Linked DNA regions of Mus musculus: all the other regions are linked to region 3. A link is a contact called in public promoter capture Hi-C data. All regions are on one chromosome and are shown on one strand. Each heading gives the region's core, a stretch centred on a gene start, on an enhancer-like site or on the middle of the called end of the contact. The rest is flanking DNA. Distances are from core to core; before and after follow the strand shown.

What was found. Promoter capture Hi-C pulls out the DNA fragments that hold promoters and counts their contacts. Capture Hi-C pulls out chosen DNA fragments and counts their contacts.
Region 1: a contact with region 3 is called in a promoter capture Hi-C map of hippocampal neurons, with 1.9 times the contacts expected there. The contact joins the enhancer-like site here to the promoter of Il1r2 in region 3. A contact is called at or near these places in 5 of 39 promoter capture datasets (the 3T3-L1 cell line, the C10 cell line, embryonic stem cells and 2 more), 2 of 484 Hi-C or Micro-C datasets (B cells and uterus), 2 of 115 datasets of contacts at active chromatin or transcription factors (bone marrow-derived macrophages and pancreatic cancer cells) and 3 of 9 other capture datasets (adipose tissue, embryonic stem cells and liver).
Region 2: a promoter capture Hi-C map of liver shows a contact between it and region 3. The contact joins the promoter of Creg2 here to the promoter of Il1r2 in region 3. A contact is called at or near these places in 14 of 39 promoter capture datasets (the 3T3-L1 cell line, 3T3-L1-derived adipocytes, the C10 cell line and 7 more), 1 of 115 datasets of contacts at active chromatin or transcription factors (bone marrow-derived macrophages) and 3 of 9 other capture datasets (adipose tissue, liver and pancreatic islet).
Region 4: a contact with region 3 is called in a promoter capture Hi-C map of hippocampal neurons, with 5 times the contacts expected there. The contact joins the enhancer-like site here to the promoter of Il1r2 in region 3. A contact is called at or near these places in 20 of 39 promoter capture datasets (3T3-L1-derived adipocytes, the C10 cell line, the HPC-7 cell line and 14 more), 1 of 15 datasets of contacts at CTCF or cohesin (the NIH/3T3 cell line), 2 of 484 Hi-C or Micro-C datasets (bone marrow-derived macrophages and embryonic stem cells), 10 of 115 datasets of contacts at active chromatin or transcription factors (the 230-238 cell line, SST interneurons, bone marrow-derived macrophages and 6 more) and 4 of 9 other capture datasets (adipose tissue, liver, macrophages and 1 more).

Annotation. Positions count from the first base shown.
Region 1 is chr1:39,760,145-39,762,844 of GRCm38.p6, reverse strand. No RefSeq gene overlaps it. Among named protein-coding and RNA genes, the nearest start is that of Rfx8, 41 kb to the right of the region's middle. Within about 2 kb of position 1,279, at least 259 of the 459 cell types and tissues checked have an H3K27ac peak or open chromatin away from gene starts, as enhancers often do. A contact at or near this core is called in adipose tissue, bone marrow-derived macrophages, embryonic stem cells and 4 more, where this site is marked.
Region 2 is chr1:39,649,835-39,652,534 of GRCm38.p6, reverse strand. Creg2 (cellular repressor of E1A-stimulated genes 2) reads left to right here and starts at 1,353. Exons shown (of 4, transcript NM_170597.4): 1 at 1,353-2,029. The coding sequence starts at 1,595. D930019O06Rik (a long non-coding RNA gene) reads right to left here and starts at 1,067. Exons shown (of 2, transcript XR_001778897.2): 1 at 266-1,067.
Region 3 is chr1:40,083,422-40,086,121 of GRCm38.p6, reverse strand. It overlaps Il1r2 (interleukin 1 receptor, type II), which reads right to left and starts at 1,408. Exons shown (of 9, transcript NM_010555.5): 1 at 1,303-1,408. It overlaps Gm16894 (predicted gene, 16894), which reads left to right and starts at 271. Exons shown (of 4, transcript NR_037980.1): 1 at 271-509; 2 at 835-978; 3 at 1,108-1,155.
Region 4 is chr1:40,378,846-40,381,545 of GRCm38.p6, reverse strand. No RefSeq gene overlaps it. Among named protein-coding and RNA genes, the nearest start is that of Il1rl2, 56 kb to the right of the region's middle. Within about 2 kb of position 1,270, at least 37 of the 459 cell types and tissues checked have an H3K27ac peak or open chromatin away from gene starts, as enhancers often do. A contact at or near this core is called in the HPC-7 cell line, adipose tissue, bone marrow-derived macrophages and 3 more, where this site is marked.

The DNA of each region.
Region 1 (2,700 bases), core at 30-2,529, 320 kb after region 3:
CATAGATTCTTCATCTGTCTTGTGAGGCTGTGGCAGAGTACATGAGGCTAGAGAATTTATCAATTTAGGAATGTCCTTCTCAACCATTCAGGAGGAGCCCAAGAACAAGCAGTTTCTGCCTGACAGAGTCTTTGCCCAGCAGAGGTGATGACACAGAGAAGTCAGGAAGAGAAGAAAAGAGGGCTCTGACCCATCCTCTTGTTAGACGACTCCTATGATACTTGATGGCCTCTGGAACTCCAAGCTTTTCTGAACTCTGCCAGTCTGTGGCATTTTGTTACAGAAAGCCAGACCGACTATAATGCCCCTCACTCAGCTCCCGAAAATCGACTCTAGAATCAGCTCCTCCAACTGACGGTGGCTGTTGAGTTTAATTTGTGTATGTTCTCCAAGTAGCCCAGGTTGGCTTAGAACTCATGATCCTTTCTGCCTTAGCTTCCTGAGCTGGGTTTGGGGATCCAGCACAAGCTGGTTTGGGTTTTCTTCATGTGTGGTGTAACAATCATTGTCTGTGTAAGAGTTTACTCGGACACAAGCAGTCTGCTCTTACTTTCATCCCCAAACTCGCAAATCTACATTTAACCAGAGAAAATAGCCACTCAGCAGGACTTCCTGTATCCAGGGGCGGGGGCGCTCCACGCGGTCCATCTTCTCAGCTGCGCATTGGCTGAGTCAGCTCCCTACAGTCAGTCCCTGGGCTTCTTTCCAAGTTTCCTTTACTGCAAGTAGCAGAGACGAACTTTTTTTTTTTTTCATACTGACTGCTTTTCTCTAGCTTTAGGAATCTTCGAAGTTTCCCGGTCAAAGAGTTCAAACTGTCTTTGGCTTTTACAACTAAGGGCAAAAGCCACAACTACATGTGTGGCGATGCCCCGTGCCTACCCCCAAAGTGCCGTGGAGCTTGAATTACTCCGGCCCCACCAGTACAAGGTCTTGTCGTTTCTCTTTATTCAAACTAGCTTGTGTAGCAGGCCTTAATTTACTACTTCTTTCTCTGCAGTACTGTCCGTGCTGTGACTCAGAAATCGCTTGATTTGCTGTGTTTCCAGTCAGAGAGCTCTTCCACTAAAGAGTCTCAACACTCACCCCTCAGCTCGTTCCTATTGTCTAACGTGAAGTTTGTTGAGGGGTTAGTATGGTTACACTGCAGGAGATTTACCTGGACAAATTGTGAAGAAGAAGAAAATAGCTAAGCAGGAAGGCTAAGAAGCAGTCCTTCCCCCTTCAGGCACGCTCCCGGAAAGGTGGTGTTCAACGCAGGCCATCTAGTGGATCCTCCTGGGAAAAGTGCCCAGGGGGAGTCAAGAAAACCATTTCCCAGTGCAGAAGGATGGAGCCCAGCTCAGAGACTGGAGTTCTCACTGGAGGAAGAGCTGCAGTTGCCCCTACTCCTGGGGACAGGCTATCCCTTCCCTCTTCCTGGCGTGGGTGTGTGGGAACCGGCACGAATGAAGCCAGTCGTGCGGTTACTAAGCTGCTGGGAGTTGGGGCCTTAACTTTGACTTAGCATGAATTCTGGCCCAGAACCTCGCCCTGCCCCCCACCTCTCCTCAGCGAGGGCCCCACATTACAGGATGTTATTCATCCGACGTCTGTTAGCTGCGGCCCCAGTGTGCCAGGCAGAAAGACTGAGTCAGATTCTGGAGGGAAGAGATTTTGCCAGGAAGACCTGGGCGTGGCTCAGGTAGGTGGAATCTGAGGTCGCAAGGGCATGAGAAATATAAAATCAGGGATGTTTTCACGAGATCAGTAGGATTTGGCTTTCCACACCCACTATTCCTTATATTTAAACAAAACAAAACACGCTTAGGCAGTTAAAAAAAAAAAAAAAAAAACACTTTAAGAAATATACACTGGCCGGGCAGTGGTGGCGCACACCTTTAATCCCAGCACTGGGGAGGCAGAAGCAGGCAGATTTCTGAGTTCGAGGCCAGCCGGGTCTACAGAGTGAGTTCCAGGACAACCAGGGCTATACAGAGAAACCCTGTCTTGAAAAACCAAAAAAAAAAAAAAAAAAAAGAAAAGAAAAGAAAAAAAAGAAAAAAGAAAAGGAATGTATACTGTATGAAACTGCCGGTATGTAATGTGTATGTGACATGTAATTATATAATATTCAATCTAATGTAGTGCCATATATAGCAGATATATAAAGTGGAACTAACAATGAAACAAATATGGAATAAACAAGAAGTGTGTGTTTTCTGTGCACATGTGTGGTCCACTCCTGAGCAGCTGCCAGTGTGTGATTTAGTTCCTGGAGGTGGACTCTGAGGCAGACTTAGAAGATGAGAGCATTTTTTCGGTGGGAGCTTTGAGGAATGAGCAGCATGAACTTCAGATGGAGCCCTCACCGTTATCCCTAAGGACGCCTCTGTCGTAACAGTCTTCTCTCTGAGTCTGCAGGGAGGCCCTCACAGCCAGGACCCCTGTTCCTTTACAGGGTCCCTTAGAGAGCATAGCATCATGTTTGCATAGAACCAGCCTGCATCCTTCTGATGCTTCATACATCCCTAGATGCCTTAGATTCTTGGTACCTGGGAACACCATGCCCTGGGGAAGCAGGGCAAGAGGAGATTCCTGCATCTCCAGTCCTGAAGTCCTTTCCAGAGATGTTTGTTCCATAGTTGTCGAAACTGTCTGTGTGGAAAATCCAGACGTGGATGTTTGATGGTTAAGACCAGTTCTAGTTGTATTCCTCAT
Region 2 (2,700 bases), core at 104-2,603, 430 kb after region 3:
TGTAACCGTCCCCATTTTGTAGAGGCAACAGTGACATGCCACTATCCCACAATCAGAACATGATAGGACAAGATCTGGATTATTTTTAATTTGTATTTCAGGGAGGAGGAGTTGTTGGTTTTTATGGTGGATCTTGAGGTGGTGTCTCATGTAGTCTAGGCTGGTCTCAAATTTGCTTACCTAGCTAAGTCTGACCTTGAACTCCTGAATCTCCTGCCTCCACCTGTCGAGTGCTAGGATAGATAACAGGTGTGTGCCATCATACCTGGCTGCAGTGTGTAGTATTTCCATGACTCCCCATTGTGCCTCTCAAGACCATGGAACACATCTTTCCCCTAAACAGGGGATAAGAGGGTCTGTGAAGCTGGGGAGAGAGCAGCAGCCGATAACAGCAGAAGCCATGAGAGTAAACAAGATGTCTTGGGGAGAAACTGAAGACACCATCAATGTTTCAAAGCAGACGGAGAGCAGAGAAGGGGTTGTGGGGTGGGGGGTGGGGAGGGGAGAGAGAGAGAAAGAGCAGCCAGGGGCATCCAGGGAGAGACAAGAAGTTCCCATGCAAAGAGAAAGAGACCAGCTGTGTTCACAGCTGACATCCAGGCATCCAGGAAGAGTCACAGGAGTTTCACAGCAGGGCACAGTGAAGACATGTAGGAAAAACTCAAATCCCATTTCAAGATACTTTCTTATAGAACCAGTTAGTGCAGGACTCTTGCATTTTAGGAATATAAGCGATAGAAAATATTCCATGGTGGGACAAAGACTGGATATCATAAGAACAGGTAAGAAATTATAATTACTTTGAAGTTATTTTGATATCTATTAAACTTCTTACTGGAACAAGATGGTTTTTAAAATACGCTATTAAGCCGGGCAGAGGTGGCACACGCCTTTAATCCCAGCATTTGGGAGGCAGAGGCAGGCAGATTTCTGAGTTCGAGGCTAGCCTGGTCTACAGAGTGAGTTCCAGGACAGCCAGGGATATACAGAGAAACCCCGTCTCGAAAAAAAACAAAAACAAAAACAAAAAAACAAAAAAAAAAAACAAAAAACAAAAAACAAAACAAAACACCCAACAACAATAAAGTTCTATTAGTCTGTGTCGCTAACCGCAGGACACTGCTGACTGGGTGAGTGATGGAAGATGTGGGTGTATTGTGGTTCCCGGTTCTGCGGAGGTGATGGGGTGCAATAACTGAGCCTGGTGATGCCCTTCTTGTTGGCTCAGAGAAGTTAATCAGCTTGGTAGAGTCGCACAGCTGACGAGCGGAGGAGTGCATTGAGCCTGAGCTGTGAACGCCCACCCTCTGGCTGCAAAACGCTTGCCATCCTGCGGAAAACCAAGACACGCGTGGACTCTGCGCCCAGCAGCGGCGGTGGACGCAGGGGACTCTGGTCGTGCAGCAGACTTCGCTTCTTACGGGAGTGTAAGGCAATAGGGAACCCCGGCCCCCGGACTGATTGGAGACCCTCAACCCGGGAATCCTATCACGAGGAGAAGGGTTCCGACGCACGCTCCGCCGCAGGGGGGCGCCCCTGGCTGGCCGCTGCTTGGTCAGTGGTCCCCGCCACAGGGCGCGTCGCCTCCAAGAAGATGTCGCTGTCCGGCAGGGAGCGTCCTGCTTGGCCAGGGAGTCGCCTGTCCTGGTTGCTATGCTGCAGCGCCCTGTTGTCCCCAGCCGCCGGCTACGTGATCGTGAGCTCCGTGTCCTGGGCTGTCACCAACGAGGTAGATGAGGAGCTGGACAGTGCATCCACTGAGGAGGCGCTGCCCGCGCTGCTGGAGGACTCGAGTAGCATCTGGCAGCAGAGCTTTCCGGCCTCGGCGCACAAGGAGGACACGCACCTGCGACCTCGGGGCTCCGCCCGCGCCAGGCCCGCACCGGCCGCGCGTGGCATGTTCTCCTACCGGCGGGAGAGCGGCTCATCTGAGGCATCCCCTGGCCCCAGGGTGCATGCCGGCACCGCCCGCTCCCTAGCCCACGCTAGCTCCTGGGGCTGTCTGGCCACTGTGTCCACCCACGAAAAGGTAAGCCAGAGGTCGGGACGCGGGGGCGGTGCGCGTCTCCCTTCCAGGACGCAGGGCGACTCCGGTTTCACAGGTTCATAGGCTGTGAATGCCCTGTGAATAACGGAACCAGCGTGTGCATGGGTCGGTCCATCTGGCCAAGTGCATGTGAGTGGGGAGGAAGGAGAAGCTGGGAAACAGTCTCGTGGTTAGTGATTGAATCCCTGTGTACTAAAATGGCCAAAGAGATGATCAGATAAACAGTGACAAGCTGGAAACCTGGAACGTAGGCAGGATCGCTTTTGGAATCACAGATGAGGCGCATCCAGCTCCCAGCTCCCTGCAGGCTCCGACAGTCCTGCAGACAGACTCTGGCACCGCCTCCCACACCAAGTGGGTGTGGAAGAGGAACGCCATCCACACTCCGGTAGACATTTACACTTTAAAAAAAAATGGAACTCAGGTTTTTTAGAAAGAGGGCTTAAGCAAAAGGTAACAGCTGGAGGAGCTGTTTCAGCTGCAGTTCGTCTCTTTCGATCCACAAAACTGTATTCACATTTTATCCTGCTTCCTTCCACCCAGAATGGCATGGAGAGGGGCCGAGGCTCTGTATTCCCTAAGAATAGCCTCCAGAAAGCTTCTAGTCCTGTCTGGTAAACAGAGCTGTGGGCCCAGCCCCTGTTGAATCTGTG
Region 3 (2,700 bases), core at 159-2,658:
TTGGGCACACACCCACATCTACTGAATCTGAAAAAAAAAAAAAAAAAATCTGCGTGGGCCAAGCAATGCGTGTCGTAGGCAGATATGGTAAAGGCCAAGTTGGAAGACCTGATAAACAGAGTAGTCGGAAGTTCCTTGAAAAAGCACCCGCTTCTGCCGCTTCTGCTGTCCCTAGAGGCTGGCGCTGCTATCCTGGGGTATGGGAGGAGGGACGTGATCACGTGATCTCCCCGGTCTCACTGTCAAAAAGTCGGACGTGGTCACGTGATCGCTCCATTCTCGCTGTCAAAACAGTAGGATTTGAGGGTGAGCTGGGAATGAGAATGGCTTGGGGAAGCCCAGGACAACCTGCAGCACACGAGGGAGGGTCCATCCCCGCAGCACTACCAGCTAAGAAAAGGAAAAGAATGCATTGAGGCAGGCGAGGCTCAGAGAGGCCTCGGGGAAGACATTCTTCTGCACTTATGCCTGTAGGAACAAGATGCTGATCCCGGAGAGCAAGCCTCCAGGTAAGGCAGAGCTAGAGGAGGGTGAGGTTGATGGAAGCCGATATGGAACACGGACGGAAGCCAGCAACATCCCACTGCAAGCAGGGACTGGGAAGGACAGGCCAGTCTTTTGCCTCTATTTACACAGTAGGAAACCCAGAGAGAAGCTCTGGCCAAGATCACCCTGTGTAAGGAGGCTGAGGTCAGAGACATATAAGCTAGGGCTCAGAAGGGAAAAAATGGGCTTCAAAATAGAGTAGGGGACTGAAGAGAAGAGACTTTAAGAAGCAGAGGAGGGAAAAAAACCAGTACATTCATTTATCTAATAACTGTGTGTGCCAGGCAGGTCTTAGAGTGCTGCCCAGTCTGCCTGGAAGCTATGGTTTCTGAGAGGCATCAGGTACATTTAAAAAAAAAAAATCACCCTAGGAAAGTCCCCAAAGCCTTTCAACGTGCTCTGCGCTCTGTCCCAGATGCTCAGCCTCCCAAGGTAAGAACCCAGCCCACTCCCTTCCTCCAGGTGAATTCTAGATGCTTGTCTGTCCCCTGCTACCTGGATCTGTGGACATTCAATAGCAGCTCTCTGATGTAGTCCCCCCCCTCCCTTTTTTTCTAACAGAGAAAACGAAGTAGAAAACAATCAAGGAATAAAGTGACCTCCACACAGGTGAGGAGACCGCTCACCCAGAGGAAGCTAGGAGACTCATAGAGGGTTGCCTGAGGACCCACTAAAAGCAGACCTGATGTTCAGACTGGTGTCTGACTGGTGACTGGCTTCCTGGTGTCTCCCCCTGCCTCTTTCCCACCTTCTTACCTGGAGCTGTGTATTCTTGTACCTTGCTGCTTCTTGCCTGACTGGGGAAGGCTGCTGGGCCAGACTTTCACCTTCTGTGATGTCCCAGCAGCCCCCTCAGGGATTTATAGGCTCCTGCTTGTGGTTTCCTAACTGGCCTGTGTCACTCACTCTAATTGGGTGGTGGTGGACACACCTTTTCCCTGCTCACGGGGAGCACCCTGCTCATGGTGCTTTGTGCGTACATCCTTGCCATATGGGGAAGTGGCCTAGGAAACTCTGAGTTTCCTTATTTGAGTGTGTGTGTGTGTGTGTGTGTGTGTGTGTGTGTGTCGCTAGAATGGCATGCTTCCAGCCAAGAACACATTTTAAAGTGATGCTGGCTGTACATGAAGAAGTTGTAAACAGTTTCACAGGCAAGATTTCACCCCATCTGCTGGATGCTGCTTAAAACCCAACCATGGTCCCATTAAAGAGAAAAGGAGGGTTTTAAATGAGTGGGACACAAGATCCCCACTCCCACCCCCAAGGAACTCTTCTTGACTAGGAGGAGGATTAAATGGATGGGCTTGTTTTAGGGGGGCCTTTGTTTGGCTTTTTGTTTGTTTGTTTGTTTGGTTGGTTTTGTTTTTAACTTTTTGTCTGAGTCTTTGGAAGCTGGGAACATGCTGCTTAATGTAGAGAAAGTGACTGCTAATGTAAGTTAAGGATTTCCAGGTCCGGAGACAGGCTCGGGTTTGGTGCTTCAGGAAAAAGTGGTAAGACAGCCAAAGGAGGAAGAGGATGGTGTGTGTAGTGCTGCAGTCCATGAGCCAGAGAGCCAGAGGCTGGACAAAAACCCAAGACATGGATGCTGCCCTTGTGGCTCCAGGGACCCTGTATGGACTACAATTCATTCTAGCCCACTGAGGCCCATGCAGACCTCCGACCTCCAGAATGATGTAGGAATAAGAACAAATGCAAATCTCATCCCCTGCCCCCCACCCCCGCCTTCATCTTACCTCCCCAAAAGGAGTCTGAAGCCCATGTTTTCTCTCCCTGTCCTTAATTTGTGAAGTACTTATGAGAAAGAATTGTTTGTATGACAAAGAGTCCTTCTGTTGCCCAGCTGACCAGAGTAGGGCTTAGAATTCTCCACCACATATTGTCTCACTGTGAATTTTATCCTAGGTATTTGATGACCATATTTTCTTCCATCAATATCGCAGAATTTGTATCTGCTAAAGACAAATGAATGGTAAAGACAATGTGTCAAAGTATTCAGAGTTCAGACCACCCCCTCAAACTGGGCATGCATGCATGATGTTGGTGGCTCACACATACTGTCTTCCAGTCACCTTCCTCCACTCTCTGGGCTGCATGTCACTTAAAAGTACCTTGCCACAGGTTTTCCATGGGTGGCTTCTGGTTTCTGAGCCA
Region 4 (2,700 bases), core at 21-2,520, 300 kb before region 3:
GCTAAGAGAAATTTTCCTAGAACTGAGTGTCAGGAAGAACGAGGAACTGGGTAACCCTGCCTTGATTCAGCTCATCTGGCCAGTTTCAGACACTGTGCCTCCAAAATAGACAACAATGAGCTACAAAAAAAAAGGGTTGCTGTCTGGTGGCAGACACGGGCATAGGCGATTGCTCATCCCTGAGAGGGGCAGGGTGCTTCCTGGAGGCCTGGAGATGCACATAGGCTGCTGCTCATACCTGGGCGTAAAATCTTCTAGTTTCTGAAAGAGGATGGAAAAGGATCTTGAGCAGACTGGTGTATCTGAGACCACTGCAGGAAGCTGGGTCAGGAACTTCCGGTACGCAGAACCTCGGGGACCGCAGAATGCTGCGCTGATGCAGTTAAAGAGAAAGAACGTCAGGGTTAAGGAGCAAGGCCAGAGACACTGGGGAAGGTAAATAAGAGGGCTCACAGCTGGGTATGAGCCAGCCAAGCTAACTAGTGAAGAGAAAGCACGGGATTCTGAGAAAACAGCAAAGTTGGTTCAGGCTGCCTCCTAGAAAGCCCGTTGCCCTAGCAAACATCTCAGCTCTCCTTGCTGTTACATCTTTACGCATCGAATTTTATCCAGTGAACCTACTTGTAACAGACTGAATGGTGAAAAAAGATTGAACCTAAGAAAACCTCTTTCTGTTCCAAGGGGGATACCACCCCGAGACCACCTCAGAGGTGGGAAAGGGAAGAGAGACAGTTGAATAAAAATTATGAGTCCAGATCCTAGAGGTAGCTGCTTGGCACAACCGCGGTTTGGCGCACTCTCCATTCTGGAAGGTGAATCTCCACTTTCTTGACTGTTCAAAAGAACTCTTGACTACTGGCTCGCTCTACCTGTACCCTAAAAATGTTTCTCTCTGGAGAACACAGTTAGGATCGGAGGTGTTTCCTCTGTAACCATGGGAGGCTTACCCACAGCATGTCAAACTAAGCATAGATACATTTCTCACAGGACCACCTCAGTCAGAGCTCTGGGCAGATTCCAATTTGTCAAAGGGCATGAAGGTGTTACCAAAATCCACGTGATATCCTTGGCAGTGAACCAGAGCCGCAGCTAAGAGTATCTGAGAGACAGGGCTGACACCATGTGCGGTGAGGCTCCACTCTGCATCCTGTAGGTCATGATTTTCACAGTTCAGTAAGACTAATGATTCTTCCACTGCCTCCAGCAATGTGCATAGCCCCTTCCAGTATTATATAAGCTAACCTTCTAGTTCTAAACAGATTCTACTCAGAAGGAAAAGCACGAGGGTGCCCCCTGCAGGACAGAAGAAACAACCCTGTGCAATGTGGAAAGGTTGTGTTTGGAATCCACCAGCTGCACTTTTGCTGGGGTTTTAAAGCGTCGGATTTGGCACTGACATTAAACTTGTACATAACCCCAAACTGAGATGCAAATTTACAACATGGCTGATGCCCACAAGAACTTCGGGGGCAGAGGTCGTGACACTTGTGCTCCACTACCTAATTTTTATCCTTGGCAACGCAGGAGCCCCAGCCCTGGGTAAACCAACAACAACCTGTGCCACAGGTGTCCAGGGACCCCAACATACTCCCTGTGCTCCCTCTCAACCCTATTTCACCAGGTGACATTGTTCTTAACACCAAGGGGGAGACTCACTCAAAAAGGTTTAGCATCCCTGCAAAGGAACACTTTAGCTGAAGCCAACAGCTCGCCGGAAAACACAATGTGGCCCATAGTGCAGATCTTTCCCATGCTCATCGTTCATGGGTTAGGGAGTCAGACCACCACTGGGCCCCTCTACCAAAACCACAGAGGTGCTGCTGGCCCTGACAGAGGGAGGCCACATTTGAATCAGCCAATCGGTGACCGCTGTTGTTTTTGGAGCTCCTGCCTGATCCATTGTACCTACCAGTAAACATCAGATACCATAATTGCTGGTGCCAATTGCTGTAAAAATAATATTAGTGTAGTCGGGCTAATAATTATTACAGTTACAGGCTGAGTCACTAGTCTTTTTTAAAAAGTGTACAACGTGCTCTCAAATAGACAGCATTTTTCCACAGACACAACATTACCTCTGACAGAAAAGCCAGCCTGCCCTCGTGCAATGTGAAATCAGAAAGAACTGAACACGGACACTAAATTACCTGGAGGTTGCGTGTATGAAGCATATCAAATGTAAATAAAAATCGTTATCAGACTTGGTGGGACCCAGCCCCAAGGTATCTCATTATGCATATTTAAGTAGTTCAAGGCCCACCCCCCAAAGATCAGAAGGCTTGAATAGATATGGTCCCAAGTGTCTTACACAAAGACTACCTCATCTGTGACAGCAACATGCGGGACTTCATGGAGGCCTCACTAGCACATTTTCTTACAAGGAATCGTGACTGTGGTATGCTTTAACATAGGCAGTGTGGTTTGCCTGAGGAGGAATCCAGCTCATCTTAGAAGCAGTGACCCACCTGCACAATCCAGACTAAGGGGAAGAAGCACATTCTTAGCCTGAAGTTCGAGAACCTTCTAAAAGTGGTGCCCTGCGAAGGACTCCGTTGCCCTAGGAGAAGCGTCATTCTTAATATCGCCACTAGAGGGTGCCACAGCGCCACGGGGAAATGCCAAATGGAGTCTTTGCTCTACTTTGGCAAATTAAGGCATGATTTTCTCCCTAGTCTCCTGGCTTTTTCTTTCTCAGGGCTC